2 separate regions of the Mus musculus genome follow, and region 2 is linked to region 1. A link is a contact called in public Hi-C data. All regions are on one chromosome and are shown on one strand. The core of a region is the stretch at or near the end of the contact, and the rest is flanking DNA. Distances in the headings are between cores, read along the strand shown.

What was found. A called contact is a pair of places that touch in the nucleus more often than the background predicts.
Region 2: a contact with region 1 is called in a Hi-C map of uterus, with 1.7 times the contacts expected there. The contact joins the enhancer-like site here to the promoter of Pnpla6 in region 1. A contact is called at or near these places in 3 of 39 promoter capture datasets (the 3T3-L1 cell line, hippocampal neurons and liver), 2 of 484 Hi-C or Micro-C datasets (CD4 T cells and uterus), 7 of 115 datasets of contacts at active chromatin or transcription factors (bone marrow-derived macrophages, embryonic stem cells and memory CD8 T cells) and 3 of 9 other capture datasets (adipose tissue, liver and pancreatic islet).

Annotation. Positions count from the first base shown.
Region 1 is chr8:3,510,510-3,518,042 of GRCm38.p6, reverse strand. Pnpla6 (patatin-like phospholipase domain containing 6) reads right to left here and starts at 2,632. Exons shown (of 35, transcript NM_001122818.3): 1 at 2,487-2,632; 2 at 1,475-1,533; 3 at 1,294-1,362; 4 at 879-966; 5 at 636-718; 6 at 388-485. The coding sequence starts at 1,498. Mcoln1 (mucolipin 1) reads right to left here. Exons shown (of 14, transcript NM_053177.1): 9 at 7,354-7,503; 10 at 7,128-7,229; 11 at 6,233-6,355; 12 at 5,178-5,393; 13 at 3,130-3,260; 14 at 2,811-3,029. The coding sequence ends at 2,993.
Region 2 is chr8:3,372,394-3,379,926 of GRCm38.p6, reverse strand. All of the region lies in intron 2 of Arhgef18 (rho/rac guanine nucleotide exchange factor (GEF) 18), which reads right to left. Among named protein-coding and RNA genes, the nearest start is that of Gm30369, 20 kb to the right of the region's middle. Within about 2 kb of position 2,841, at least 21 of the 459 cell types and tissues checked have an H3K27ac peak or open chromatin away from gene starts, as enhancers often do. A contact at or near this core is called in adipose tissue and uterus, where this site is marked.

The DNA of each region.
Region 1 (7,533 bases), core at 1,383-3,882:
TTCCTGTGTGGATAGAATGATTTCCCTGGAGAACAGAATTTCGAAACAGCCCCTCCACCTAGTCATGCAAATATCTGAGATAACTGCAACATGCCGCGTTGAATAAACTCTCCAATAGGTGTAGATTCCTAAATATACGGCAGATAGCTTCCAGAAACTGGGAAACATTATGAGACAAGCCTTAAGCGACCAGCACGCCCACACCGGAAGTGTCATGTCTGAGATGGCAGAACCCTGAGATAGCCCCTGCCAACTGAGGGCCTTGAGATGTCCCTCTACTATGGGAATATTTCCCAGACAATCAGTATGTTTCAAGAACTTAGAAATGCAAAAACTCCGGTGTGAGCTGACCCGTCTCATACCCAATACACTCAGAGTCTGCCTTACTTCTTGGCAATGTTAAGCATCTTCAGTTTCTTCTTCATGCGGGGCCGGGAAGTGGTGGAGACTGATGTGTCCACCAGGGAAGAAGTGGACTGTGACACCTGGGAGAATTTAGAATATTGAGTCAATTGGAGGGAGAGGAAGGAGAGCTCTAAGGAGATCTAAGAAGGCAGAGAGGGTCACTAACGTGTAAATAGGAAAGGGCTGGGCTGCTGTGGTCAGCCAGACCAGCAGTAGGTCTTGGAACTCACCTTCCGCATAATCTTCCGGCCATAGAAAAGCACTTTGTCCCGCTTCCGGAACCGATACCGGGGACCCTCCGGGGCTGGAGTTTCTGGGGATTGGGGACGGGGAAGGGGGTGGAGGGAAGATGGTGCTTTGAGCTCCACGCAGGCTTCAACAAATCCCCACCCCAGCCGCTTGGTTTCTCCAGGTTTTGCAGCTTCCCCTCCATCCCTATAGTATTCCCTCAAAGGTTCCCCCCGAATCCTCACTCTGCACCCGCAGCCTTCGCACCACCAAGAGGATGAGCACGGCGGTGACCAGCACCGCCACTCCGGCCCCGATCATCACGCCCAGCACCTGCGGAACGAACGGCACAGGCTGGGCAACGCATATCCGTCTCCCCAAGCCCTCCTCCAGGGTCTTTTGAATCACCTCTGCCCCGGAGGAGGTTGTATTCAGTTCGTGACTCGGTGTCCCCATCTGCAGAATGGGTCAATGCGGTTTCCTTCCCATCCCCCTACGTGGGGGGAGCAACTAAGCCTTCCGAGAGACTAGGTCTCCCGCTATGCATGCCGGGAAACGTAGTTTCACCTGCACATGCCTGGTTCTCGGAGAGAGAATCGCGTGGTGCACGGCAAGACCGCCGGGAGTTGTAGTCCGGTACAAAAATTCCCCAACTCTTACCATTCCGGTTTGCAGTGGGGCCTCCATCGATTGTTTCGGACTAGGTAGCAGGTCTTGTAGCCTGCAGTCCTGGAAATCGAGGAGCAAAAGGGACCAGAACAAGATGTCAATCAAGCCTACCCAGCAGCGCCTACAGGCTCCTTACCCCTAGCTCGTCTCACAAGCCACGCCCCCTAGATACCTTTGGCTGGAGTGACTCCTCCATTCGCCGGGGTTGGGGTGAGAGCGTCTAGAGGGGTACTGCTAGACAGAAGGATAGGGGCAAGTTGATTTCCCCGCCCAGATCAAGGGATGAGACCAGCCCCCAGCTCTTTGTCCTACTTCACTTATGCATAAGGCGGACCAGACTCCGTAACGTTTTCATCTGCACCCTGTGGCCAAAAGGGTAGCCGTCCTGGCACCCACAGTCAGCAGCTCGCTGGCAGGTGCCCTTAAGCCATGATCTCTTCTGGCAGTGGTTCCTTCCTTAGCCTGGCCTTCCGTATGTCTGACTACTCTTGATTAACCAACCCTTAGGCGAGACCCCTTCCTACACCCTGTAAAGACGCGATGTCTCACTCCAGAAGAAACCAGGACCTGTAAGCCAGGAGGCTGAGGGACAATTGGACTTTGGGCTCCTGACCCAAGCCTGGGCCCATCAAGGAAGCTGGGGCGTGCACTGGAAGCACTGCTGTGCAATCTATTGAAAAGGGGGCTCTAGGGCCATCGGAGTAAGATGAGCTCCCAAAGTGTTATAGGCTCGGGCTTGGAGATTTAACTGTCACGTAAAAGGAAAGTTACCGGGTCTCGCGGTGCGGAGCATCCCTGGGATTAGTGAAATGATGCAGGATGTGTAACCAGGGACGCCGGAATTGGGGGAGGGTAGGAGGAACGACGCACTGGAAAGTTACTGAGATCCGGAGATACACATAACTACTTAGGAGTCTAGGAGCTTCCAGGAAGATACCGGGGAAGGTAGGAACGCTACCGGGACTCTCCTGGGACGCTGGAGATCTTTCTGATGCCTTTAGACTATTATTAATGGGAATTTAGAAGGATCGCAGGGCCCTGAGATGTTACCTGGAAAATTGTTAGATTGACTACTTCCATTCCGTACTCCAGGTCGCATCTGACTACCGATGCGGAAACACCGGGACAAGGAACTTAGGAATGGGGGTGGGGTGGTATTGGAGCATCAAAAAGTCGGGACCTACCCGGAATCAGGACAAATCGATCCGGGGCAAAGCTGAAGCTCTCTAACAGTCCTCGAAGGGACACCTTTGCTCGGTCGATGGAAACTCGTACCATTCAGGAGCTGCAACCAGGTCCACCCAGCTTCGGCCAACACCCCTAGTTTTCTGCCCGCTGCCTCAGACGCGGCACCTTTAAATTATTCCGCTGCAGGACACGCCCCATCCCCGCCTCCCGCCATGCTTGGAAGGTCGCACTGCGCCAGCCATGCCTAGTGTGGCGGCCTCTTAAAGGAGCTGACGATTTATGAAAGGGCTGCCTCACCTGTTACAAATTAGACCACCGCATTTACATTCCCTTTTATTTAACAGCCGCCCTACATGCCCTCCCTTTCCCCTGTGTCCGATTCGATCAGCCCAAGCCCTCACAAGGCCTGTCAGACGCAGATCTTTTAAAGCAAATTCTAAAAATAAATAAGCTGGGGTCCCAGCAGTACATGGGGATAAAGTCTAGTGGCAATCATCTTGGATCAGTTCACCAGCAGCGAATGGTCCTCCGGGGAGTCCCTGGAAGAGAGAAATGGAAAAAAGAGGCACCCAGTCTCTCTGGCACACACTTCTTCCCCCAGCCTCTAATCAATCCACAACCCAGATCTGGGGCTCCAACCTTCCACAGCAGCAGAAAAGGCTACAAGCTGAGCCACTGCCACGACGGAACTTGCCAGATGTGGGGCTATCCTGGCACTGCTCGATGTAGGCCTGGAGCTCACTCTTCTCTGTGCCAGTACCTCCTGGGTGCTGGAAAGAGACGATTCCCCGAACTCAGCATGAAAGATGGTCCTGACCTCTAGTGCTCTTTAGGTCCGGCCAACTGGACATCCTGCTGTTGCTCTGATGTGACCACTCTGGGTCTCATTTCTGGACCTTTGCTTTGTGGCTTGCTTCACTGTAGAAATCTTCCCTATCCCCGGATGTGGCCGCAGGTCTCAGGCTCATTGGTTCAGTGCCTTCTGCTGCGGGCCAGAAGCCTAGACTGGTATTTAGTAACCCAGCATCTCAGCTGGAACAGTGTAAAAGAGTTAGTGGGCATAAGGCCTGAACTCCTGCATCCACGGGTCCTGCGTGATATCCAAGTGTTGCAGCGAGACTCAGTGTGGCTGCTTAGGGCCTGGGTGACAGTAATGTACCTGTGGTAGAGCTTCTATCCATGTGGGAAAGAGTGCACACATCCACTGCCAGTGCCTCAGAATGAGGCAGAGTCCCCGAACATTCTCCCTGTGACTTCCTGGCACCACTGCTATTTCTCCAGGTCCTTTCTGCCTCCCAGTCTTTGGATGTTCCTTTCTACAAGTATGCTCTTCCTCGGGCTCCCATCTCCTCAATCTAGAATTCTCAAGAGATGAAGGGAATGTCCCAAGCAGCCACCTAGCTGCACTGACTTTTGGATAGTTATGTATATTTGCCTTGTGTGTGTGTGCATGTGTATGTGTGTGGTGTCTTATAGGGTACAAAGAAGAAGTAGCATTCCTGCAGGCTGTAGTTTCCTAGATGAGAGCACAGAGGACTGTGGGGTAGCAGGGAGGCAGAATTTACCCAGCAAACATCTTGTAAGGAGTCTGGGGGGCTGGGTATCAAGGAGAATCAAGTGGTCATTGTCTATCTAGTGATAGTGAGGAATATGAATGGTCTGTGTATGGACAGCAAGTAGCAATAGGTATAGAGGAAACATGGAGGGTTGTACAGGGGGACCCTGTTGTCCCTGCTGTAGTTGGGTATTAGGGTGGTCTTGAAAAAGCCCCTAAGCTGAATGTGTGTCTCAGCTGGTAGAGTGACTGCATAGTATGCAGGAAGTCCTGATTGCTACCCCCAGGACCACATACAATGGAGGTGATAGTATGCATCTATCTATAAGCCCAGCTCTCAGGTGGTGGACACTGGGCAGACGTTCAAGCTCACTCTCAAAGGAAAGATCTTAACAGACATGTGAGAAGGTTCAGAGGGGAAATAAAAGTTTTGCCATCAAACCTGATGACTCCACATGGTGGACGAAGAGAGCTGATTTCCACAAGTCGTCTCTAATTTCCAAACACACTGTGCTGTGCACAACCTCCTCTCACCCCTAAATAAGTAAATGGTTTTTAATAAAAGATGGTATGAGAGAGGGAGGAAGCCAGTGAGATGGTGTGGCAGGTAAAGGCACTTGCTGCAAAGCTGGTAACTTGTGTTCAGATCTATGATCCATACAGTGAAGGAGGAGAACCAATTCCTGTGGTTTGTCCTCTGATACATGTAACATGCATGCACACGCACACACACACACACACACACACACAGAGGGGGGGCACATACACACACACACACACACACACAGAGAGAGAGAGAGAGAGAGAGAGAGAGAAAATACTGGCACATTTTTGTACCCATGAGGGACCATGGGAGCCCGTCCCTTCCTGCCCATCCAACTGAATCCAGTTATGGTACATCCTAGGCTACTCTTCCAGGATGACTCAAACAACCCCAACTACTCCAAACCCAGTTCCTGGCCACTCTTCCTTTGGACTTTATATAGCTTCTGAGTCTTACCTGTTCCAACTATTGTGAAGCCAGGACAACTTTGTGAAGCCAGGCGACTCTTGGAACTCAGGGCTGAAAATGTTCAGGGGAGGGGAAGGGGAAGCCAGGACTCCCAGGGAGGAGATGGTAGAGATGGCTGACCTTGATGGTGTCATAGGCGCCGGTGATGAGTGCAATGAAGAGGCTCAGCACCATGTAGATGAAGAGGCTGATGAAGGAGTAGAGGTACAGCTGGGAGAAGAGCCACACCAGGCTGCTGTGACCCTGCTGGGCCTGCATGGCCGCGAACGTCACAAACATGTCGTCTCCGTTGATGAGTGAGAACAGACACTCAGAAACCATGGACAGCGAGCGGAACTGTAGGCAGTGAGGTAGGTGAGAAGATACATGAGTGGGGGGGGGGCTGTTGGGCTCACTAGGGGTCAGTGGGCAGGAAGATGGCAACTGGGCCCATCTGAGGGTCATCATATCAATACAAGGTCATGGAGTCAACAGAAAGGTCACAGGGTCAAGGGCTGGTTCCTCAGAGGGGCTGACAGGTGGAGTAACACAAACAAGACAGTCATCAGTGACCACAAGAATGACCAAGTTGTAGAGTCAACGTCAGGAGCATTGAGGGTCTGAAGGGACAGAACACAAAACTGCTACAGGGTGCATAGCAGGCGGCTCAGCTGGTAAAGTTCTTGACTAGAAAGCATGAGGTTTCAAGTTTGATCCCCAGCACTTACATAAAAACCTGGGTGTGAAAGCTTGTAATCCCAGCACTGGGGAGGTGGAGACAGGAGGATCCCTTGGAGCTCACAGGCCAGCTAATTTATCCTAATCATGAGCTACAGGCCAATTAGACCCTGTGTGGATATTTTGCCACCTGCTTTTAATCCCAGCACTCTGGAGGCAGACATATGCATGTCTGTGAATTTGAGGCTAGCCTGACTTGTACAGTGAATTCCAGGATAGTCAAGGCTACACTGTGAGACCTTGTCTAGAAACAAAACAAACCTATTAGGTGAATGAATTTTTAGAATGATAGTAAAGGCTGACCTGTGGCTTTCACATACATGTGTATACAGAGTACATACACGTACACACACACACACACACACACACACAAGCACATTTACTTATACAAATGAAAAAAAATACAAAGTCCCTTGATGGTAATTCAACAAACACCCACAGCCCCCAGTATCCCATACCTTCACATGGTAGGGCCCTAGAACGATCCAGCCACAGAAGCAATAGCCCAGGTAGATGACAGCCACACAGCAGCAGAAACGCATGACACTGGGCAGTGCCACTCGCAACGTGGCAATCAAGATCTGCAGAAGGGCAAGGGGACCACAATGAAAGCAATGGCCACAAACCAACTAGCTCTCAGATGGCAGGGAAGGCCTCACCAATGTGGTCAGAAGGGCTGCTCAGAGATTAGACAGGGCAGGACCCAGCTGGGAGGAGTCTAGAACATACCACAGCTGGACTCAGCTGGATGGGACAGGCTCCCGTGGTCCTGCCCAGGTACAAAGACTCGTGTGTCTGTGGTAGGTGGGTATAAGAAAGAGATCTGTGGTTTGGTGATATAGCTCAATTGTAGAGTGTGTAGTATGCACAGAGACTTGAGTTCAATCTCTGGCACTACATAATGACACACAGCTGTCATTCCAGCACTTGGGAGGTGAAGTTCCCAAGGAACTGAAGATCTGAAGTTCAAGGTCATCCTTAACTAGATAGGAAGGCCAAGCAGGGCTACAAAGGATTTTGTCTTAAAAACCAAAAACAAAACAAAACAAAAAAGCTAGGCACATGTCTTTAGGGCCAGCACTTGAGAGACAGAGGGAGCCAGATCTTTGAATTCGAACCCAACCAGATTTACAGAACGAGTTCTAATACTACTGTAGCAAGGGCTACACAGAGGCACCCTGTCTCAAAAAGTGTTTTTTTAATTAATAAAGAAAAAAGCAAGCAAGCAAGCAAAGAAAGTGTTGTGATGAGTCACTGATTGGCAGGAACTAGTGACTGCTTTGTGTGTTTGGGTTTATTTGAGAGGCGTGGGGCAGATACTGCCCAGGTGGGGCTCAGGCACAGGACACTCACGTTGTACTTGTGGAAAAATGTCAGGTAGCGAATGACACCGACCCAGACTAGCAGAGTGGAGGTACCCAAGAGAATACTGCAGACATCATAGCTGGCTAGGTTCTGTGGGCAGAAGCAAGGAGTCAACCCATGGGCTGTACTCTCTACCTGGAGGGGAGGTGGACCCCAAGCAGGCCTGGAGACAGAGACACTGGGTCCTGAGAACAGGCACTGATAGGACTCACACCTTTGCCTCAATGCCAATCTTCATGACAGTCCCCGAGATGGTGAGCACGTCACTGGTGACCAGCAGGATGTACCAGCCATTGACAAACTCCAGCCGTTCCCAGAGGCTGATTTCCCGACCCCGCCGCCGCCACATGAATACAACAAACTCCTATGGGAGAAGCCCAGGTGAGGGTCTGTC
Region 2 (7,533 bases), core at 1,592-4,091, 140 kb after region 1:
GAGACTGTGATAGATTATGGAGACTTTTGAAGATGAACTTAATACATGTTGCTGTAAACATGATATAAGTATGGGGAGTGGATTATCGTGGTTAGAATAAGAATACCCCCATAGGGTCATATATTTAAATGGTTAGTCACCAGGGAGGACATTATTTGAAAGGATTAAAAGGATTATGAGGTGTGGCCTTGTTGGCAGGGATGTGTTCTGTGGGGTGGGCTTTGAGATATCTTCTCTTCTCTTCTCTTCTCTTCTCTTCTCTTCTCTTCTCTTCTCTTCTCTTTTTTTTTTGTTTTTGTTTTTGTTTTTGTTTTTCGAGACAGGATTTCTCTGTGTAGCCCTGGCTGTCCTGAAGCTCACTCTGCAGACTAGGCTGACCTTGAATTCAGAAATCCACCTGCCTCTGACTCCCAAGTGCTAGGAGCTGGGATTAAAGGCATGTGCCACCACTTCCTGGCTTTTTTTTTAAAGATTTATTTATTTATTATATATAATACAGTGTATCTGTCTTCAGACACCCCAGAAGAGGGCATCAGATGTCATTATGGATGGTTGTGAGCCACCATGTGGTTTCTGGGATTTGAACTCAGGACCTTCAGAAGAGCAGTCAGTACTCTTAACTGCTGAGCCATCTCTCCAGCCTGGGATTTGAGATTTTAAAACCCCATGACAAGCCTAGAATCAATCTCTCTCTCTCTCTCTCTCTCTCTCTCTCTCTCTCTCTCTCTCTCTCTCTCTCTCTGCCTATAGGTCATGATGTAGCTCTCAGCTACTGCTCCAGCATCTGCCTAAATATTGCCAGGATTACAATGGAGGAAACCTCTGAAATTGTAAATAAGCCTCCAGTTAAATGCTTTCTTTTATAAGAGTTTCCTTGGTCTTGGTTTCTCTTCACAGCAATAGAAGAGTGACTGAGACATATGCCTAGCCTGGGATTCAAGGTTTCACTTTCCCCAAAGGCAGCCATGCTGGATCTCTATGCTTTTTAGTCAGAGTCACAGATGTATGCATAGGCTACATTTCACTCGTGTGTGTGTGTGTGTATGTGTGTGCACTCATGCACTCACACATATGTGTAGGTGTATGTGTGTTTGTGTACTGGTATGTGGAGGAACATTGCATAGTGTATGTGCATGTAAATAAAGGTCAGAGGGTCAACTTTAGTCAGTTTTCCTCAGGGTCTTATCTTGTTGCTGTGATAAAATACTAAATGTCTAACACTATGTGTCTAAATCAAGTTCAGGGAGAGAGTTTATTTGGCTTATAGTCCTAAGGAATGGCATCACCCACAGTCGGTTGAGCCTTTCCTTTTCAGCAAATACGATCAGAGGAAGCCCCTTAGACATGCCCACAGGCTAACCCACTGTAGGCAATCCTTGATGGAGACTTTATTCCCAGATGTGTCTACATTGTGTCAACTCAACAATCAAAAATAACCATTGTAGGTACCATCCACCTTGGTTTTTGAGAAACGGTCTGTCAGGCCTGAAATGCATCCATTTGTCCATGTTAGTTGGACACAGTGATCCATAGGGATCTGTCTGTCTCTCCCCCTCCAACACTGGGATTACCAGCTTGTGCTGCAACTAACTCCAGGCTATTCTGTTTTACGAAGGCTCCTGGTATATGATCTCAGGCCCTGGCGCTTGCATAGCAAGGACTTTACCAACTGAGCCATCTCTGCAGCCCACGTTACATTGTGTTTATTTGTCTTTTAGCTATTGTGAGTCATGGCTGAGGAAAGGCTGGATCACACTCACAGGTGTCTATTTGTGATCTGTGTTCAGTGTTTTGCTTGCTTTGTTTCTCAGTCCAGCTCTGCTGGACTGCTCTGGGTGATGGGAACTCACTAGCCTCAGACTTGCAAACCTCAGGTCTCCTGACTTCTGTACTGCGACTACAGACATGCAGTTTCTCAACTGGCCACCGGCCCCACTTTCAATTATTCTCTCTCTCTCTCTCTCTCTCTCTCTCTCTCTCTCTCTCTCTCTCTCTCTCTCTCTCCATTTATTTGTTTGTTCCTACATCAGAGGACAACTTGTAGAAGTCTGCTCTCTCCTTCTACCATGTGAGTCCTGGAAGTGGAATTCAGGTTGTCAGGGTTTGGTGGCAAGCTCCCTTACCTACTGAGCACTCTTGCTGACCTTCCTTTCAGTTCTTTTATGTGTATACCCAGAGGCAAAATGTCTACATGTCATAGTGGTTCTCTGAGCTTTAAGGGGGTAGCTGAGCACTCTATCATGAAGCTAGCAGTGTGCGTGTGCATGTGTGTGTGTTGACACAGGGTCTGTCACTGAACCTAGAACTTATATTGTTTTGGCTGGTTGGACAGTTAGCCCTGTGATTTCCCTCTGCAAGGGCTGGAGTTAGAGACATACACCACCATGCGTCTTTTTTTTTTTTTTTTTTTTTTTTATGTGGGTCCTGAGGATCTGAATTCTGGGCTTCATATTTGTGAAGCAAGTGCTTTAAAACTGAGCCATCTCCCCAGCCCACTCTTCCTCCCTCTGTTCTTAAATGCCACATCTAGGTTTCATTCAGTCAAACAATCACAGAATGGATGTGGCTGGGCCGGAGTGACCCTGTCCTTGCTCTCCTAAGGCTTTGCTTGCAGTCTTGTTTCAGATCTTGCCTATCCCCTGGATTGCTCCACTCCTGGTCCTGATGCATGGACAACCTCGCGTGGGCTTCCATCTCTCACTGCTGCTTCCCCATAAGGTTTCCTTGTATCTCTGCTTTTCATCTCCCCATAAATATAAACATGTCAGGATGAGCTCTGGGCTGGTGCTGGGCTCCCGCCTTTTCCAGTGTCTGGCCTCTCTCATCACAGGCAGAGGTGGGAGCCAGGCCAGAGCTTGGAAGGAGGGTTCTGGGAATCGAAAGCACAGCCTGTCCCAGCTCCTAGCCAGCAGGCACGCTGGAAGGAGGGAAAGCCCGGCCTCTCCTTTGCTGGAAGCTTGAACTTTTTCAGACTCATTTCCCTGGGCGAGAAAAGAGGGAACCCGTCCGCTGGGGGCCTTCCCAGAGATCTAGGTAAACACTGTCCCAGGCCTGACACCCTGCAAGCAGATCTAAGAAATCTCTGCTCCTGCTCCACAGACTCAGGGAGCCTTGGGCTGGCCCCAGCCCCCACGAAATTTCTGCTGAGTTCAAAGTAGAGACATCCCAAGCTTCCTCTTGGGCTACCACATGCGGTCTCATAATACACTTTATTTTTTGCAGTGCTGGGGCTGGGGGTGGGGAGACCCAAACCCTTGAGCATGCTAGGCAAATCTTCTATGACTGAGTCACACCCCCATCCCTTCATAGGGAACTCTAGGGAGTGACCCCACCTCTGAGAAACACCTCCAATTCTTGGGTGTTGTTTGAAGACAGGCTTTACTATGTGGTACAGACTACCTTCAAATGTAATTAGTTACTTATTTCACTAGCTCTTAGGAAGAGAGAGCTCACTGAAGACCATACAACTTCAACTGCACAGTGTCTCTATTTCTATTTTGCCATGGAACAAAGTATCTTAGTTTCAAACAAACAGCAAACAATCAAGGCAGATTTGTAAACCCAAAGCCTGCAGGCCCCCCCTCCCCCCCAAAAAAAGTTGAGCCCTGACGTAATAAATGCAGGTGGAAAATTCCACATGTGACAGATGACAATCAAAATGCAGTGATCAGGCACCAGAAAAATGGTTCAGCAGATCAAAGCATTTGCTTCCTTAGCCCAACGACATGAGTTCAATCCCTGAGAACCACAAGTGCAGCAGCACTGGAGCAAAATGAATAAAAAATACCATGAAAAAATTTAAAGAGCAAAACAAAACAGGTTGGATATATCAGCAGTGAAAAGCAAGCATTGCTGTTGTAGAAGGTGATTCTGTTCTCATCACCCCTATGGCCCATATGCACATATGGAATATAACTGCACATAATGTACAATAGCCAGTGACTTCAGCTCCAGGTGATCTCTTGCCCCCTGCTGGCCTCTGTGGTCACTGCACTCATGTGCACAAACTTCTACATAAATAGGCTTAATTTAAAAGTACCCTCTCACCCCATGCCACACACCCACAACACAAACAAATACAGAGATAAAGAGTAGCATATGAAATACCTTTAGGCCATGTGTATTAAGTATACATGAAACATCAGTGAATCTAATGTTCAGACAGGGTTTCATTCCCAAATTATCTTATTAGGTTTACACAAATATTCCCAAACTGGAAAAGTCCAAAATCGGGGCTGGGGAGACAGCCTGGTAGGTAAATTGCTCTCCCAACAAGGATGAGAACCTAATTTGATTCCCAACAGTCACATAAAAGTCACAATGTGGTGGCTCCTTCTGTAACTTCATTGACTGGGGAGGGCAGGGATAAGAGGTAACCATCAAGTTCCCCGAATACATGAACTTCAGCTCCAGTGACAGACCCTGTCTCAAAAAGTAAGATGGAGAAAATTGAGAAGTATCCTCAGCTCTGACCTCTGGCATGGACGCACATCCACACATACCCAGACATGTTTATACAGATGTAAAATCAAGCCAGGTGAGGTAGCTCATATGAGACTATGTATCAGCCAAACCACACATATACACAGTTCTGTCTGGTGGTACATGCCTAAAATCTCAGCACCAGAGAGGTGCAGGAAGATTAGTATTTCAAGGTCATCTTTGGTTAGTTAGTGAGTTTGAGACAGCCTGGGCTACAGGAGACCCTCCCTGCCTTATAGAAACAAGCACACAGGGCAGTTGGGAGAAGGCACAGTGTAAGAACCAGAGTTCAGACTCTCAGAATCCATCTGAAAGCAGGATAGGTGGGTGGGGCAGCCCCACTATAATCCAAGTGTATGGGAGGCAGAGACAGGAAATCCCCAGAGCAAGATGGTTAGCTCCAGGTTCAATGAGATATCCTGCCTCAATGTATAAGGTTTGAGTGATTGAGAAAGACATCCACCATCAAACTTGGACTTACATCTGTGAACACATGCATACCCCAATACACACCCCCCAACACACTCCCCAACACACACACACACACCAACACACACACACATACCAACACACATATACACACCAACACACACCAACACACACATACACACACATACCAACACACATACACACACCAACACACACCAACACACACATACACAGCAACACACAAATACACAGCAACACACACACACACACACACACACACACACACAAACAAATAAAGAAAACTAAACCCAACCATTTTTGGGTAGGGCACTTAGCCTGTTTTGTTTTGGCGCTGGGGATTGAATTGGAGTGTGGCCTGCTAGTGCATACTCTACCACTGACCTACATCCCAACACTCATTTGTTACTTTTCAGTTCTTCTAAGATAGGTGTGTACATTTGCAGCAGATGTTCAGATTGTCTTCATGTGTGTCCCTTAACAATTGGAGCGAGGGTTGTCTCTGACTCTGTTGCTTGCTATTGGAGTTCCTACCCTAACTGGACTGCCTGGTTGGGCCTCAGTGGGAGAGGATGTGCCTAGTTCTGCTGGGACTAGATTTCCCAGGTCAGGGTGGTACCCAAGAAACGCTCCCATTCTCTGAGGGGGAGAGGAGCCGGTAATGGGGGGAGGGATTTGTAAGGGTGAGACTGGGAGGAGAAGAGGAAGAGGGGCTGTGATTGGGATGTACAGTGAATGAATAAATAAATTATTGAAAAAATATGTTTATGATGGGTAGATTTTTAATTTTTACATGACTTTTTCATTTTCAATGCTTGTGAAGTATGTATTTATTTTTATTCTTTTTTTACTTTAATTATTTTTATTTATTCACTTTGCATCCCATTCACTGCCCCCCTCCCAGTCACCCCCTCCCTCAGTCCTTCCCCTTATCCCCTTCTCCTCTGAGCAGATGGGGTCTCCTCCCACCCTGGCACATCAAATCTCTGCAGGGCTAGGCACATCCTCTCCCATTGAGGCCAGACAAGGCATCCTAGTTAGACAAACATATCCCACAGACAGGCAACAGCTTTTGGGGTAGTCTTTGCTCCAGTTGCTTGGGATCCACATGAAAACCAAGCTGCACATCTGCTATGAATGTGTGGAGAGGCCTAGGTCTAGCCCATGTATGCATTTTGGTTTGTGGTTCAGTCTTTGAGAGTGCCCAAGGGCTAGTTGACTCTGTTGGTCTTTCTGTGGTGTTCCTATTCCTTTCAGGGCCTGCAACCCTTCCCCCTATTCTTCCACTAGAGTCCCCAGGCTTGTGATGATTAGTTTTAATTGTCAACCTGACAACACAGAATCACCTGGGAAGAAAGCTTCGGTGAGGAATTGGGTTGGTTTGCGGGCATATCAGTGGCGATTGTCTTAAGTTAATTGGCAATTCACTGTGGATGGCACTGTTCTCTAGGCAGACTGGATAAATTTAAATGAGGACAAAGAGGAAAACAAATGTCCTGGTTAGTTTCTATTGTCAATTTGGCAAAACCTAGAGTCACCTAAGAATAGGGAGCTTCAATTGAGGAATCGCCCAGATCAGATTGGCCTGCAGTCATACTTGTGAGAGATTGTTTTGACTGATGATTGGTATGGGAGGGCCCATCCCACTGTGGGTAGCACCACCCCTAGGCACATGGGCCTGATTTGTGCAAGCAATCGAGCTGAGCATGAGACAGAAAGCAAACCAGTAAGCAGCATTCCTCCATAGTCTCTGCTTCAGCTCCTGCTTGAGTTTCTGCATTTTCTTCCTTCACTGATGAGAACTAAACTGGAATTGTAAGATGAGATAAGTGCTCTCCTCTCCAAATTGTTCTTGGTCATGGTGTTTGTCACAGCAATAGGAACTGAACTGAAACAGTAAGTGAGCGTGCATGATCTTGACTGTGGATATAATAGAATGAGCTCTTTGAAGTTCCTGCTTTGACTTCCCTGCAGTGATGGACTGTAACACACACAATTATAAACTAATACAATCCTCTTTCTATTCTACACTGATTTTGGTAAAGCTTTTTTTTTTTATCATGGCAATAGAAATGAAATTATAATACAGGGTCTCTTGCTAGGTTGACTTTGAACTTATGATCCTCAGACACGCGAGCAGCAGTGAGGTCAGGCCTGTGCCCCTAGGCCCAGCAAAGGATACTGAACTTGTCATAAAGCACATGGTATGAGAAGGGATGGCTCATAGAAGGACTACAGTCAGTGTCCACATCAAATGCTGACTATTTATTTAGTGAGCTGAGTATTTCTCCCAGTACCGAATGGAATCTAGGGTCTTGAGCAGGCTCGGTAAGTGCTCTGACATGGAGTTACAGCCAACTACCTGCAAAGGCTTCTGTTAGTTTAACCTTGGACATGATCTTTTTGTTTTTCATTAAATATTTTTAGCATTGCATTTTATTTATTTATTTGTGTGTGTGTGTGTGTGTGTGGTGTATGTGTGGTGTGTGTGTTTGCGTGTGTGTGACATATGTGTATATGTGTGGTGGGGTGTGCCTATCTCTTTTGGCCTAGAGGAGGATGATAGAGGTGCATACGACCTGGATTTAAACTCAGGTCTTCCTG